Regions from separate parts of the Mus musculus genome. Here all the other regions are linked to region 2. The links are chromatin contacts, called in public HiChIP or PLAC-seq and promoter capture Hi-C maps. All regions are on one chromosome and are shown on one strand. The core of a region is the stretch at or near the end of the contact, and the rest is flanking DNA. Distances in the headings are between cores, read along the strand shown. Region 1 holds the start of Ruvbl1 (RuvB-like protein 1). Region 2 holds the start of Hmces (5-hydroxymethylcytosine (hmC) binding, ES cell specific). Region 3 holds the start of Eefsec (eukaryotic elongation factor, selenocysteine-tRNA-specific). Region 4 holds the start of Mcm2 (minichromosome maintenance complex component 2).

Region 1 (3,175 bases), core at 479-2,978, 550 kb after region 2:
AAAGACTTGCCAGGCAGTGGTGGCACATGCCTTTAATCCCAGCACTTGGAAGGCAGAGGCAGGAGGACTTCTGAGTTCGAGGCCAGCCTGGTCTACAGCGTGAGTTCCAGGACAGCCAGGGCTACACAGAGAAATCCTGTCTTGAAAAACCAAAAATAAAAATAAAAATAAATTTAAAAAATTTAAAAAGACTTGGCACTCCTTGGAACTTGTCTAGCAATCCCTGCCTCTGGCTTCTCTGCTGCCAGTCACATGCCATTTCTGCTTCCAGTCTAGAAACTCTCTATTTTTACTCTGTCTTTATTTTACTCTAGAACTCTCTAGCTGCCTTTCATCACAGTCTTCACTGCTACAGTCTCTAGGCTTGTCTTCTTCATATTACCGGCTCAGCCCACAATACTATTAATATAGGTGGAAAGACTGAGAAATCAAACAATGGGCCTAAAGTTGCACCACAGCTACACATTGCACAGCACAGGAAGGTGTCTCCTGGCTGACTTAAAAGTGAGGAAAGTGAGGGACACAGGAGGCAGAGGCAGGTGGATTTCTGAGTTTGAGGCCAGTCTGGTCTACAGAGTGAGTTCCAGGACACCCAGGGCTATACAGAGAAACACTGTCTCGAGAAAAAAAAAGTGAGGGACACCTGCTTAGAGAGCCAGAATGTTGAGAGAGTAAGCAAGAGTGTTTGCCGTCCTTAGTATAGCCCTTCTTGAAAATGAAGCATTAAATTTGGACTATGGCAAGGTGGATTGTGAAAACAAACTACCATATTTGCACCAATATCAGAGCCGTTGATTATTCAAATGAAGGACCATAGTTTCACCATTCACAGGCAGCTTTTGTTCACCTACCTGGAGACTTGCACCCACTCCAGACTGATGAAAATATCTGGTCAGAGTATGGTGGTAGCACCTTTAATGCCAGCAACTCAGGAGGCAGAGACAGGTGGGGGCCCTGGAGTTTTAGGCCAGGCAAGGCTACACAAACACATCTTCTCTTTTCCTTCCTTCCTTTTTTTCCTTTAAGGGTTTTTTTTTTTTTTTGTTTGTTTGTTTGTTTGTTTTTTTTTTTTTTTTTCCGAGACAGGGTTTCTCTGTATAGCCCTGGCTGTCCTGGAACTCACTCTGTAGACCAGGCTGGCCTCGAACTCAGAAATCTGCCTGCCTCTGCCTCCCGAGTGCTGGGATTAAAGGCGTGCGCCACCACCGCCGAGTTTCTTTAAGGTTCTTATTGGGCATATGATGACCAGAATTATGGCATGAAGTGTTTGAAAAGTTTTGGCTGGAATAGTGCCTTCAGGATCTAGTGTATTCTGGAAAAAAAAAAATGGGAGCAGTGGGGCATTCTCTGGGTGTCTAAATAATTCGGTGAGCACTGGAGAAGTTTGGGCAGCTGCTTTGCTGATGATTCTCTCAGGACATCCAAGCACCTGGAAAAGATTTAACATCTGTCAGTGAAGAAGTTAACTCACCCTGGCACAAATATGTTATTCTAAAGAAAAAAAATAGGCATTAAAAGAGGCATTTATAATTAAAAACCTGTCATTCACATTAATAGTGCTTAAGTACTTAAGCAGTTCTCAGTCAAATGTGGCCAGGGCAGGAAATGTTTGCCCTGGGGGAACTTATCCTGTGACACAGACGGAAGTTACTGGGCGAAACTCAGCAGCCGTGACCAGCGTAGCTTTTAGCCAATAGAAAGCGAAGCCTTCTCGCCTCCCCCAATGACATATTGATAGGGGCGGGTCCAGGAGAGCGGCCTAGTAACGGCCGCGTGGTAACCCAGGCGCCTGGCGTGCGGTAGTTCCTACCACTCCACGCAGGTTGTGTTCCTAGACACTCGGCAAAATGAAGATTGAGGAGGTGAAGAGCACCACGAAGACGCAGCGCATCGCCTCCCACAGCCACGTGAAGGGTCTGGGGCTGGACGAGAGCGGCCTAGCCAAGCAGGCGGCTTCGGGTCTCGTGGGCCAGGAGAACGCGAGAGAGGTGGGCGTGGGGCTTGTGCGCGAGGTGTGGGCGGCGGGACCAGGATCCACTAAGATCTAAGAAGTAAGGATCACACTAGCGAGCAAAGGCTGCATCCTTTGCGGGTCACGGCACGCAAATTAGACCTCACCGGAAACGCAGTGGAAGGCTGTGCGGTTAAGTATAGAATTGACTACGTTTTCAGAGTTGATATGGGTTCTTTGGGCCTGGGAGCTGATCTGTTAAGTGGAGCGGTGAGGACTGTCTGATCTATTCCCCATCCAAGCACTCCAGCTTTTCCAGGTCAGTCTTCCTAAAGTCATGCCAGGTCTTTCTATCGGTTCTGTTTTGCACATGAAGAAGTTAAAGGTGGGTTAGGCCGCTTAACCACCTGCCAGTTTAGCAGTAATGAGGCTGGTATCTCCCTCCCCCTAACCCCCATCAAATCAGTATTCTTCCCATTTCTTCAGCCTCCTCCACTCTGAACTCTGCAGAGGTTCAGTGTCTACAAAAACTTGCTTTTTTACATGTGGTGAAGACTGCTTTCTCAGCCTCTTGCACACAGAAAGTGCCAGCAGCAAAGAGCATCATCTATCCAAAAAGGGAAATGTTTGACCCTAGCATGCTTGCATCTTTTCTTGCAAGCAGGTAGTAGCAGTTTAATGCTTTCTATTGGCCAGGCAGCTTTGAGTCTATTGTTTCTTATTTCATTTCTGTCCATGTGACATTTCTGTGTATGTGACTTCAGAGGCTGCTCTAGACCTGCATCTGCACCCACACCAGCAGCCTCTGGTACTCCATATCTTATCCTTCCTATTCTTTGAATGTTAGCCGGTATTTATTTTTGTTTGTTTTCACGACAGTCTCACTATGTAGCTCTGGCTGTCCTGGGACTCTGTAGACCAGACTGGCCTTGAGTTCACAGGGATCCGACTGCCTCTGCCTCCTGAGTGCTAAGATTAAAGGTGTGGGCCATTACACCTGGCTTCCTTAGCTGATATTTCTTTGTTTCTTTTCCTGTTTGACAAAATGTGCGCAAATGCAGTGCAGTCATGTGACTGCCATGGTGCTCTGGTAGAGGTCAGAGGTTCTTTCCTTCCACTGTGGGATCCAGGGATTGAACTCAGGTCCTCAGGTTTACACTACAAGTGCTTTTCACCCACTGAACCATCTCACCAGCCCTTGCCAATTCTTTTATTGGGTGGATT
Region 2 (3,452 bases), core at 802-3,301:
GCCTGGCAGGAGGCTCAGGTGATGTATAGTTAGTGATGTATGCAGTGATTGATAGTTACTGCAGCACTATGTCCTTAAGGGTTCCAGAGCTCAGGGAAGCAGTGAGAGTTGTCCAGGCCTCCCAGTTGTGCCTCAGTGTGTGCGGTGGGGGTGGGGTGGAGTGGGGTGGGGTGGGGGTGTTGATCATGTGTCACTCTCAGCACAGCCTCCTTCAGCCTCACAAAACTCTGCTTCCTCTCACTTACAGGAGTATTCCGGGGTGGTCATGACATCCTTGTGCGTTCTCGGCTTCTGCTTTTGGACACAGTGACGATGCAGGTGACAGCCAGAAGCTCAGAGGAGCTGCCAGTAGATATCATCTTGGCATCCGTGGGCTAGAGGTGGCCTAAGCCCCACTCCTATCTTGTCCAACACTACGTCGAAGCCACTTCTTCCCTGTGAAGCCGGTGGAAACCCTTCCCCAGACCACTGTGTTAAGAAACAATCAAGAGTCAATACAGATTTTTTTTTTTAATTCCATCCTATCATTCAGGAATGCTAGGGTAGATTTTGTCACCATGCCTGCAAGGAGAGACAAATGAATAAAATGTTCAGACTTTCTCTTAATATTTATACTCAAAGAAACCGTCTCATCCCTATGATAAGTCAGCATGTATTTCTTGAATAACTGCTGCTTCTGCAGGCTCGTGCTCAGGGCCTCCACTTCTCCCTGAGGCCTCCCTTCACCAAATGGAGCGTGTGCATAGCCCCTCGGGACTGTCAGTGCCAAGCTTAGGGTGGGGTTAAAGGCTAGCCGAATGACAACAGCTAGCAGGTCTGGTAAGCCACTCATCTACAGGCATCTGTAGATGGATGGGTGTCCAAAGGTCCTTAGAGGGTGTCATGATCTGCTCTGGGTCTATGAGTGGGAAAAACAGTATCTGCATTCCTTTTGGGCTGGAGTAAGAAATCCTAGGGGATGCTTCAGGGCTTGGGCTTTAAACTCAAATCAGGTGGTTTAAACTGTTGGAAACACTTGAAGAACTGGACCTCCTGTGAGGCTACTCAGATGGCTCAGCAGGTAAAGGTACCTATCAGGACGGACTACCCACTTGGTAGAAGGAGAGGACCATTTTGCAATAGTTGCCGCCTAACCTCATGCACACCTGTATACTGTATGCACATGCACATGTACACATTAGAACAGAGGCCTGCACCTTTAAGCCGAATCCCATAACATGAAGACATCAGGCTACACTTGAGCATCGTTAAGCTGTTTTAGCTATGGCCTATTTCATGACTGGTCCTGGCTCCACCATGTACTTGGTCAGGCATGCAGTGGTGAACTAAGTAACGTGGTGTGAAACTTCCTAACAGGTTATAAAGAGATTTCTCATTTGGGGGGTTTTCTCAAGTAGGTGACCTGAAGGCTGCTCCCTAAAGACATCCCTCTGTCCCCCACCTTCCATCCCTCTCCTGGGGACTGAGCAGTTGCTCTTGCCTGGCCTCTCTGCCTCATTCCATCCCTTTATGAAGGCCTCTCCAGGCTTTAAAGGAAAGCCTGACCTTCAAGGCCACATCCTGCTTAGCCCTTCCTGACTGTATTCTTCCTGCCTAATACCCTCCCCTTCTACTCCCAGGCCTGGTCATAGCCTGGAAGCCATTCCATTCAAATAAACTTCATTAAAGAAATTGGTGTCAGCCTCCTTTTGTGAAGATTACAGCTTACTCTAGTTTTATTTAAAGGCTTGCACACACCCCACACACAAATGTTAAAAAGGAAACCAGGTGGGGCTTCCTGACCCTTAGGGGTTTGTGGGAATAGCTAGAGAGTCTCAATTCGGATGGCCTTACACATTGAGGGTGGGCAGCACAGGTTTTCTGGCTTCAGATTCCGGCCTGGGAAGGGGGACCCTGAGGCCTCCTGGGGTGCCTGTCTCAGGTCAGTGCATTTTGTCTTGCTTCACCTAGCCACACCCCCACCTGTGGGGAGGGAACCCCGACGGCGCGACGTCACGTCGGGGGCGGGGCGGGGTTACCGAGGAGCGGGACGGGCGTCTCTTAGGCGGACGCTAGCTGCGAGGAAGGGTGGACTAGACCCTCGGGCGGTGAGAGGACGCGGGCGCGTGGGGAGGGCCTCGTTGAGGGGATGAGGACGGACGGGCGGGCGGGAGGAGGGCCGCGCTGAGGAGAAGCTAGCGGGCGGAAGAGAGGACCCGGCGGAGGGGACGCCGGCGGGCGGGCAGGCGAGGACCGCCCACGTTCCGAGCTGGAGCCTTGGCGCCGACAAGGCCCCGCCCGGGACCTGAGCGTGTCCCCGCGGGGCGGTAGTGCGGTGGCCGCGGCCCGCGAGTGTCGCTGGCGTCAAAGCCGAGCGCTCTCACCTTTCCCTGCTGCGTCCGTGGGAAACAACCTGGGAGGAGCGGCTTTCTTTCTCGCCCGCCACCCGAGGGCCTGCTTGGGGACTGTGGGCCCCGCAGTGGCCGGGACTGGCTGACCTAACGGAGCCTCCGCGGAAGATGTGGCTTCGCGGGGAGATTGGCGTGACCTAGGGAGGAGAACCTTAGGGTTTTGTGACTTTCTCTAGGTCTGAGCGGCAGCGCTGAAGTATGTGCGGGCGAACGTCCTGTCACTTGCCCAGAGAGGTTCTCACCAGGGCCTGCGCCTATCAGGATCGGCAGGGCCGGCGGCGGCTCCCGCAGTGGAGGGACCCCGACAAGTACTGCCCCTCCTACAACAAGAGCCCGCAGTCCAGCAGCCCCGTGCTGCTCTCCAGACTGCACTTTGAGAAGGTAAGGAGTGTGTCAGCACCATCGGAGCTTCTGGGCCAGCATCGCCGTGGCCATCTGACTCGTGACCCATGTGCCGCCATCTGCCCAGCCTCCGGAATGACCCGAAAAGCAGCCTTTACAGATACATTAAGGCCCTAATCCCTCTGGGTCTCTGCAAGAAATAAGTCAGCATTCTTCAGGGTCAGTTAAACTGTTTGAATGTATGCCCAAATTATGTGAACCTCATATCTGAATACATTTAAGAATTCTTTTGAGACAGAGTCTTAACTATGAATGTAGCCCTGGCGGTCCTGGAACTCCCTATAGAGGCCCAGCTGACCTCAGATTTTCAGCAAATCTGCCTGTCTCCAGAATCCTGTATTACAGGTGTGTACACTCTGACACGCTTGACTCTCTCTCTCTCTCTCTCTCTTTTTTTTTTTAAGATCGCATTTTTCAAGTATTACTGATTTATCAGCGTCATCTGTCCTTATATTAAAAACAAAAAAGCAAAAACCCAAGTGTGGTGTCACACACCTTTCATCCCAGCACTTAGGAGGCCGGAGGAAGGCAGATCTCTGAGTTGGAGGCTAGTCAAGGCTGCATAGTAAAACTGTGTCTCAAAAAACTGATTTGTGGAGCTTACAGAGCTTGCAGCCTGGCTCAGTGGGTGAGAACACTTGCTGCCTGTTAGGAGAGAAC
Region 3 (3,405 bases), core at 820-3,319, 530 kb after region 2:
AATACACAGAAGCTCTGGGCCTGCCAGCTCAGCAACCAGAGTTGGGTACACAGAGATTTGCACTCTCGACCTCAGGGCCGACTAGGAGCTGCAGATTGCTGCACTGCTCAGTGTCATGAGAACCAACCATGTGACGAACCAGGAAAGGTCAAAACTCCACTGAACTTGTAACACTTACACACCATCATAAAGATGAAAATTATAGTTATTACAAGTCAGATTCTATATTTTCCAGAAAAAAACTTCATCTTTCTTTCTTTCTTTCTTTTTCTTTGCAATACTGGGGGGGGGGGGGGGAGGCGGGTGGAATCTAGTGCATCCTGCACACTAAGCAGGTACTCCACCACTGAGGGACATGCCAACCCCACTTTCTAGTTTCTACCCTGTAGTGTTCCATCTCCAATTTACACTAGCTTAGAGTACATTTCCTAAAATGTATTTGAACACAACCAGTCAGAATTTAGTGGGAGTTTTCAGTTTAGTTTACTGTGTGGCCCTTGATAGTCTTTAATGAGTGAATCCTGAACTCAATAGATACTGTGCAGGAGAGTAACTCTGGCAGGTAAGCCTCCATTTCCACTTCAGTGAAACAAGGAAACAGTCTTAGGCTGCCTGCAGCACAGAGAAAGGGAGGCCACACAGCTGGAATGACCCACCTGCCCCATATACATGCTTCCAGGCTTACAGCACACTGCTGGAAAGAAACCCAGGGCAAGCGGAGAAGCAGGAAATGGGTCACTGGAGCTACAGCAGGTAGACTCAGCCACACCTCCTTTTGTGCTGGGTGCTTACAAACAGGTTATGGGGTTCTGTTCTTAGATTTAAGTGTAGTTAAATGGGTTTGCAAAAGGAATTTAAAAAGACATAGCAACAGTTTCCTGTAGACGAATGGGAGGGGTCACGCTGAGCAAGGAAGGGAGGTTACAAGACCTTTTATTTATAATGGCCTATTCCTAAGTGGCCTGTAATTAAAGACTAATTAAGTGGTACAGATCCTAGAAGCAGATTTTAGCAGTGCCCATCATGACTGAAAACACGCAGGCCCTTTGCCTTAGCTAGTTCACACATAACTTATCCTGTTACACTAGTGCACATCCCAAAACCTTCTGGGCTAGAGTTATTCACTGCATTATGAATAGCAGCCAACTCTGGGAAAGTCACGAGGGTCAGTCAAGAAAATGTTGGTATAAAAGTACAAAGGAACTTTATGTGTAGATATAGTCTCCAGACAGTGATGGTTTGTGTATAAAGGGGACTGGGGGATGAGATCCTGAGAGAGCCTAGAGCACTTGCCTCTTATCAAGGCACTAGGCTCTACCCACTACCCCAACCGACCACAAGTAGTACAACAGAAGGAAAAAAACAGGATCTTTCATTTCTGCACCTTGTCTGCGTTTCTGTGTATGTTTCCTGAAACCATCCATACACACAGGAAACTGAGAGCAGTGTTTGGGACAGAGAACCAGGAGACCAAAGGACAGGTACGTGGTGACTTTTTTTTTTTTTTTTTTTGAAACTTGTATACACCCTTTTTGCAGGGTTTGTTTCTTTGGATCATTTTTCTAGGAAAGCATCTCGGTGCACGGCAGTGAAGGTGAGAACTGTGTCCGCGTCTGCGGGCTGTGAGTTCGAGACCACAAGCCTTCCGGGCTGGTGGCCAGGCCTAGGCTGTCAGGCCGCCATCCATCCCGCGAGCTCGGACCCCGAGCCCGGCTCCCGCCCCGGCCCGCGCTCACCGCCAATGATGGTCCGGATGAGGGAGGCGTGCCCGGGGCAGTCGACCAGTGTGACCTGCAGCAGCGTGTCGCTAGAACCGGGTTCTGCCCCCGGCAGCGGCACGACAAAACAGGAGAAGCCCAGGTCGAGCGTTATGCCGCGCTCGCGGCTCTGCGGCTGCTTGTCGAAGGCAGCAGTGGAGGCCGTGGTGCTCAGCGCGCGCGCCAGCGCTGTTTTGCCACTGTCGATGTGACCCAGCACGCCCACATTCACATTTACCCGCCGGCCGGCCATCCCGCCGCTGCCTCTCACGCCGTCGCCTGAGCGCCAGCCCCGCGGTCCGCCTGCTAAGCCGCACCCCCCCGCAACCCGCGCTGAGCGCACCGGTTCCGGCACGGAAGCTTCCGCCCTCGGGCGCCCACAGCCCTATGGCAGAGCGCACACAGGGCGGGACAAGAGCCGGCCTGCTACCTGGGTTTGCTGTCATCCGGCTCCCCACGCCACAAAGTCTCGCCAGTCTGAGATTAGGGATTCCTCCTTCCATCCATTCATCCATCCATGCATCCATCCATCCATCTCACCATCTATCCATCCATTCTTCCTTCCCTCCCTCCTTTCATCATTCCACTCACCCAGTCCATCCACACATCCCTTCCTCTATCCCTCCATACACACTCATCCATCCGTCCATTCATTTCTGTCAGCCTTTATTTTTTTGTTTGTTTGTTTGTTTGTTTTTTGTTTTTTTCAAGACAGGGTTTCTCTGTATAGTCTTGGCTGTCCTGGAACTCACTTTGTAGACCAGGCTGGCCTTGAACTCAGAAATCCGCCTGTCTCTGCCTCCCAAGTGCGCCACCACCGCCCGGCTGTCAGCCTTTATTAAGTGCAGACTGTATACACTTTACTGGGATGTGGTGATCGACATTATTTGCTGTGAAAACAGGAGTAAGTAAAACCCAAGACCAGTTGCCAAGCCAGACTATCTGGAAAGGACAGAGATGGGAAGGCGGGGAGCCTAGTGAGGAAGATACCCTCAAGGACTGTCACTAGACGTCCAGTGCAGACTGAGAATTGACCATCAGAAACCTGGAAGCACTGTGAAAAGAGGAAGAGGTCCTCGTTGATTCAGGGGAGGGGAGGTGGGGGTGGGGACGGGACAAAAACCTCACTTTGAAGTCTAGGCTGCCATGAGGAGCTGCAACTTAACTGTTGTGTATGAACTTGAATGTGTCGTGAGTGCTATACCAACCAGCCTCTGTAACCCCCTTCAGGCATTGAAAGGTGCCTAGAACCATGAAAGAGGTCACAAGCCTAAGTGGTTGCTCTGGCAAAGGATAAAAGCCTAGGAAAAGAAGGGACTTGGGGCCTCACAGGGGAGGAATGGCACTGGAGAGCTGAATGGCACTGCTCTCATGTAAAGGGGGTGGGGCTTGCTGGCCCAACATTCCCAGCCTTCCTTTTTCTAGGGCAGGAGGGGTTGCGGTTTGCAAGTGAATTGGTTTACACGGGCTTGTGTGCTAAATGCTTGGGCCCCAGCTGGTGGTCTGTCTTATGAGATGAAGCTTAGCAGAAGGCAGTAGTCGCTTCCTGTCCACCATGAAATGAGTAGTTCAGTCAGGCTGCTCCGTTCTGCTGTCACCAGGACAATATACTGCTGTGCTGCCACAGGCTAGGGGGATCAAGCCCAAG
Region 4 (3,086 bases), core at 293-2,792, 980 kb after region 2:
GGGGGGGGGGGGGGGGGTCCTTCTGCTAAGCCACCTAACCACAGCCTACCTCTCCATGCCATCACCAATGAGTTCCTCTCCATCCTCTTCTTCCTCCATGGGCCCCTCTGTGCCCAGCAGCCCCTCAGACTCATCTTCAAATGGGGGGAGGTCTCTGCCAGGGCTGGAGGTCAGGGCGTCAGCACGTCTGGAGCTGCGGCCTGGGCTGGAGGTGAGGGGATCACTGATCCGGCGCCGCTGACGGGCAGGGCTAGATGCTGAGAGAGACTCAGAAGACTCCTGTAGGAGAAAAAGTCTGCCATCAGACACTGGAGGGACACAGGCTGACAGCCTCCTGGTTACCATGGGGCCTTCCCACAGTCTGTCTCCTGTACACTAGGCATTGTTCTCAGGGACATATTAGTCCCTCAGATCTGTCCATGTCTGTCTTATGAAAAACCTCGGGGGCTATGTAGTTTTTTTTAAAAACCTGTTTATAATCTATTTTCACACCCCACTTAGCCCAAACCCCACAATATGCTGGGTGCTGAAACAAGAGGTGAAGATAAAAGAGGCATCAAGGAACACTATTCTAGAAGTGAATGGTGGAAAGAACAGATCTTTAACCTTTAATGAAAACGCTAACAGTAAGAGTAGGGAAGCCGAGCCAGGCAGTGGTGGTGCACGCCTTTAATCCCAGCACTTGGGAGGCAGAGGCAGGTAGATTTCCGAGTTCGAGGCCAGCCTGGTCTACAAAGTGAGTTCCAGGATAGCCAGGGCTATACAGAGAAACCCTGTCTCGAAAAAACCAAAAAAAAAAAAAAAACCAAAAAACCAAAAAACCAAAAAACCAAAAAAAAAAAAAAAAAAAAAAACAAAACAGAGTAGGAAAGCCGGGCCTGATGTCACAGGCATGAAATCCAAAATACCTAGAGGCTGAAGCCTGATGATCGCCAAGTTCAAGGCTAACCCGCACTACAGAGCGAGTTCAACCCCAGCCTGGGTTACTTAGTGGGACCCTTTCTACTTTCTTTCTTTTTGAGGAAGGGTTTCTCTGTGCAGTTTGGCTGCCCTGGAACTCACTCTGTAAAACTCAAAGACCCGCTTGCCTGTAACCCCCTAGTGCTGGGATTAAAGGCATACGCCTCCCCGGCCCAGCTATGAGACTCTCAAGAGAGAAGGGATGCACGCAGCTACGTGGTAGCCGGCTTTCCCTACATGCGCGGGGCTCTGGGTTCCATTTCCTGCAGCCTCACCACCATAAGTGCGTGTAAACCCGGGGCCTAGAGACACATGAGGAGAGCAGAGACGACCCGTCCCAGACTGGTGCAGGTAGCCCCGCACTCAAGCCTGCCACTAGAGGAAGATACCGGCCAAGCTAGCCGAGATCGCTGAATACCGCCCGCCCGGGATCAGCCCATTCCTCACCGCCATGTCTGCGCTAGCTCCACCGCACCAGCTGCCACCGGTTTTCGCGCGAAAACTAGACCACGTGACCCGCCCATGCCCGGGAAGCGCCGGGAGGACTCAGACGTCACTACGTCCTCGTCAATCTAGAGCGGAAGGAGGGCTAGAATGTTTGGGCACGCCCACACCAGAAAGCCCCGCCCCGCTCCCCGCCCACAGCTTTCAAAAGGCTGAGCCCTCGCCTCCTGCACACCTAGGCTTAACCCTTCAGCGTTTACCACGCTAAGGCAAGGAAGCGGGACTTTGGGTCACTAGTGGCTCTGAGGACCAATCCGGCCTTCTAGAGTGTGACCTAGGTATCTAAGTGTCGGTATGGCCACTTGTTGCAACTGAGACTGTTTCCTGATTTCTTTTTTTTTTTTTTTTTTGGTTTTTCGAGGCTGGGGTTTCTCTGTGTAGCCCTAGCTGTCCTGGAACTCACTCTGTAGACCAGGCTGGCCTCGAACTCAGAAATCTGCCTGCCTCAGCCTCCCAAGTGCTGGGATTAAGGGCGTGGGCCACCACTGCCCAGCTTGTTTTCTGATTTCTTCCTGATTTGGCATCAACCTCTCCCAAAGCACTGAGGTTCAATCCTTCAAGCACCCAGGCTGCTGTGGGCTTTTATCAAAGTGGGAATCAATTGTACTTGGCTGCAGTTGGCAAAGGTATGGGGAGGATGTTCCAGGTGAAAAGGGCCTGGTGCGTGATGCAGTACAGCGAAGGCTGGGAGTATATAGGGATTACCACTCCCTTGGTTCAAAGCTTGTAATGCCCAGGAAAGGTGGGAGAGTTCAGACTGCAGATTAGCAGTCTGTCTAGGAGTTGGAGCTCTGTCCTGACATGAGGTCACCTGAGGGATCTGTTAAATCGAGGTGTAGGATGAATCAGTAGCTACCACCTGACGAGGTGGGCAGAGACAGGCTGAGTGCTTCCAGTGAGAGGCCTGCTACTGTTCCTACAGTCTTAGGCATCTGGTTCTCAGCTACTGGGCAGGATGTGACTTCTGCTGTATGCACAGCATCAATAATCCCACACAGAACCTAGTGTAGGGCAGAGAGGAAATCAGGAAGGACGCTCAGAAAGGGGGATCTGCAGGCTTTATAGTACAAGAGATACCCCAAGGTGCTAAAGGGTATCTTAGGGAGATGGGCTAGTATGACCTCTGAGACAGGAATCCACACCCTCTTGTCTGCTGGATGCCACTGTGGTACCCAGAGCTGCTATCGATGCAGGAAGGTACTGCATCTATATGCCAGAGACTCAAAAATAAATAAATAAAAAATAGAAAGCATATTATGCCACCATAATAGGATATGTTCTTTGAAAAGCTGACTGTGTCCACCATAAGCCCCTAGGCCCCTACAAGTTCCAATGATATGACAAGCACCCAATTCTTAAAAAAAAAAAAAACAAAAAACAACTTATCTTCCTCCTTTATAGAATCTCTCATTACTGGTCTGCCATTCCATGCTTACCCATCCTTACTAGCAGGGTGTCATGGACAAGATAAACCAGAGCCACATTCTGTGAAGAGTCCAAGTAGCCTGGGCCTTGCTAGACCTGGTGACAACGGAGAGGGGTAGAGTCACCACAGGCCTGGAAGGACCCTGCAGGTGGGTAATCCCTTTACTGTAATGGGATAGAAAGAGGTGTGGTTTGTA

What was found. Promoter capture Hi-C pulls out the DNA fragments that hold promoters and counts their contacts. HiChIP or PLAC-seq counts read pairs in DNA pulled down with a chosen protein or histone mark.
Region 1: a contact with region 2 is called in an H3K27ac HiChIP or PLAC-seq map of extraembryonic endoderm stem cells, with 12 times the contacts expected there. The contact joins the promoter of Ruvbl1 here to the promoter of Hmces in region 2. A contact is called at or near these places in 10 of 39 promoter capture datasets (the 3T3-L1 cell line, 3T3-L1-derived adipocytes, the HPC-7 cell line and 4 more), 1 of 484 Hi-C or Micro-C datasets (embryonic stem cells) and 1 of 115 datasets of contacts at active chromatin or transcription factors (extraembryonic endoderm stem cells).
Region 3: a contact with region 2 is called in a promoter capture Hi-C map of liver, with 5 times the contacts expected there. The contact joins the promoter of Eefsec here to the promoter of Hmces in region 2. A contact is called at or near these places in 12 of 39 promoter capture datasets (the 3T3-L1 cell line, 3T3-L1-derived adipocytes, the C10 cell line and 7 more), 1 of 484 Hi-C or Micro-C datasets (the HPC-7 cell line) and 2 of 115 datasets of contacts at active chromatin or transcription factors (embryonic stem cells and memory CD8 T cells).
Region 4: a contact with region 2 is called in an H3K27ac HiChIP or PLAC-seq map of extraembryonic endoderm stem cells, with 6 times the contacts expected there. The contact joins the promoter of Mcm2 here to the promoter of Hmces in region 2. A contact is called at or near these places in 10 of 39 promoter capture datasets (the 3T3-L1 cell line, 3T3-L1-derived adipocytes, the C10 cell line and 7 more), 5 of 484 Hi-C or Micro-C datasets (B cells, the G1E-ER4 cell line and embryonic stem cells) and 2 of 115 datasets of contacts at active chromatin or transcription factors (extraembryonic endoderm stem cells and large pre-B cells).

Annotation. Positions count from the first base shown.
Region 1 is chr6:88,463,681-88,466,855 of GRCm38.p6, forward strand. It overlaps Ruvbl1 (RuvB-like protein 1), which reads left to right and starts at 1,729. Exons shown (of 11, transcript NM_019685.3): 1 at 1,729-1,988. The coding sequence starts at 1,848.
Region 2 is chr6:87,911,925-87,915,376 of GRCm38.p6, forward strand. It overlaps Hmces (5-hydroxymethylcytosine (hmC) binding, ES cell specific), which reads left to right and starts at 2,052. Exons shown (of 7, transcript NM_173737.2): 1 at 2,052-2,087; 2 at 2,567-2,771. The coding sequence starts at 2,589. Copg1 (coatomer protein complex, subunit gamma 1) reads left to right here. Exons shown (of 24, transcript NM_017477.2): 24 at 248-1,671. The coding sequence ends at 378.
Region 3 is chr6:88,444,470-88,447,874 of GRCm38.p6, forward strand. Eefsec (eukaryotic elongation factor, selenocysteine-tRNA-specific) reads right to left here and starts at 2,070. Exons shown (of 7, transcript NM_023060.3): 1 at 1,737-2,070. The coding sequence starts at 2,010.
Region 4 is chr6:88,897,238-88,900,323 of GRCm38.p6, forward strand. Mcm2 (minichromosome maintenance complex component 2) reads right to left here and starts at 1,543. Exons shown (of 16, transcript NM_008564.2): 1 at 1,408-1,543; 2 at 50-279. The coding sequence starts at 1,413.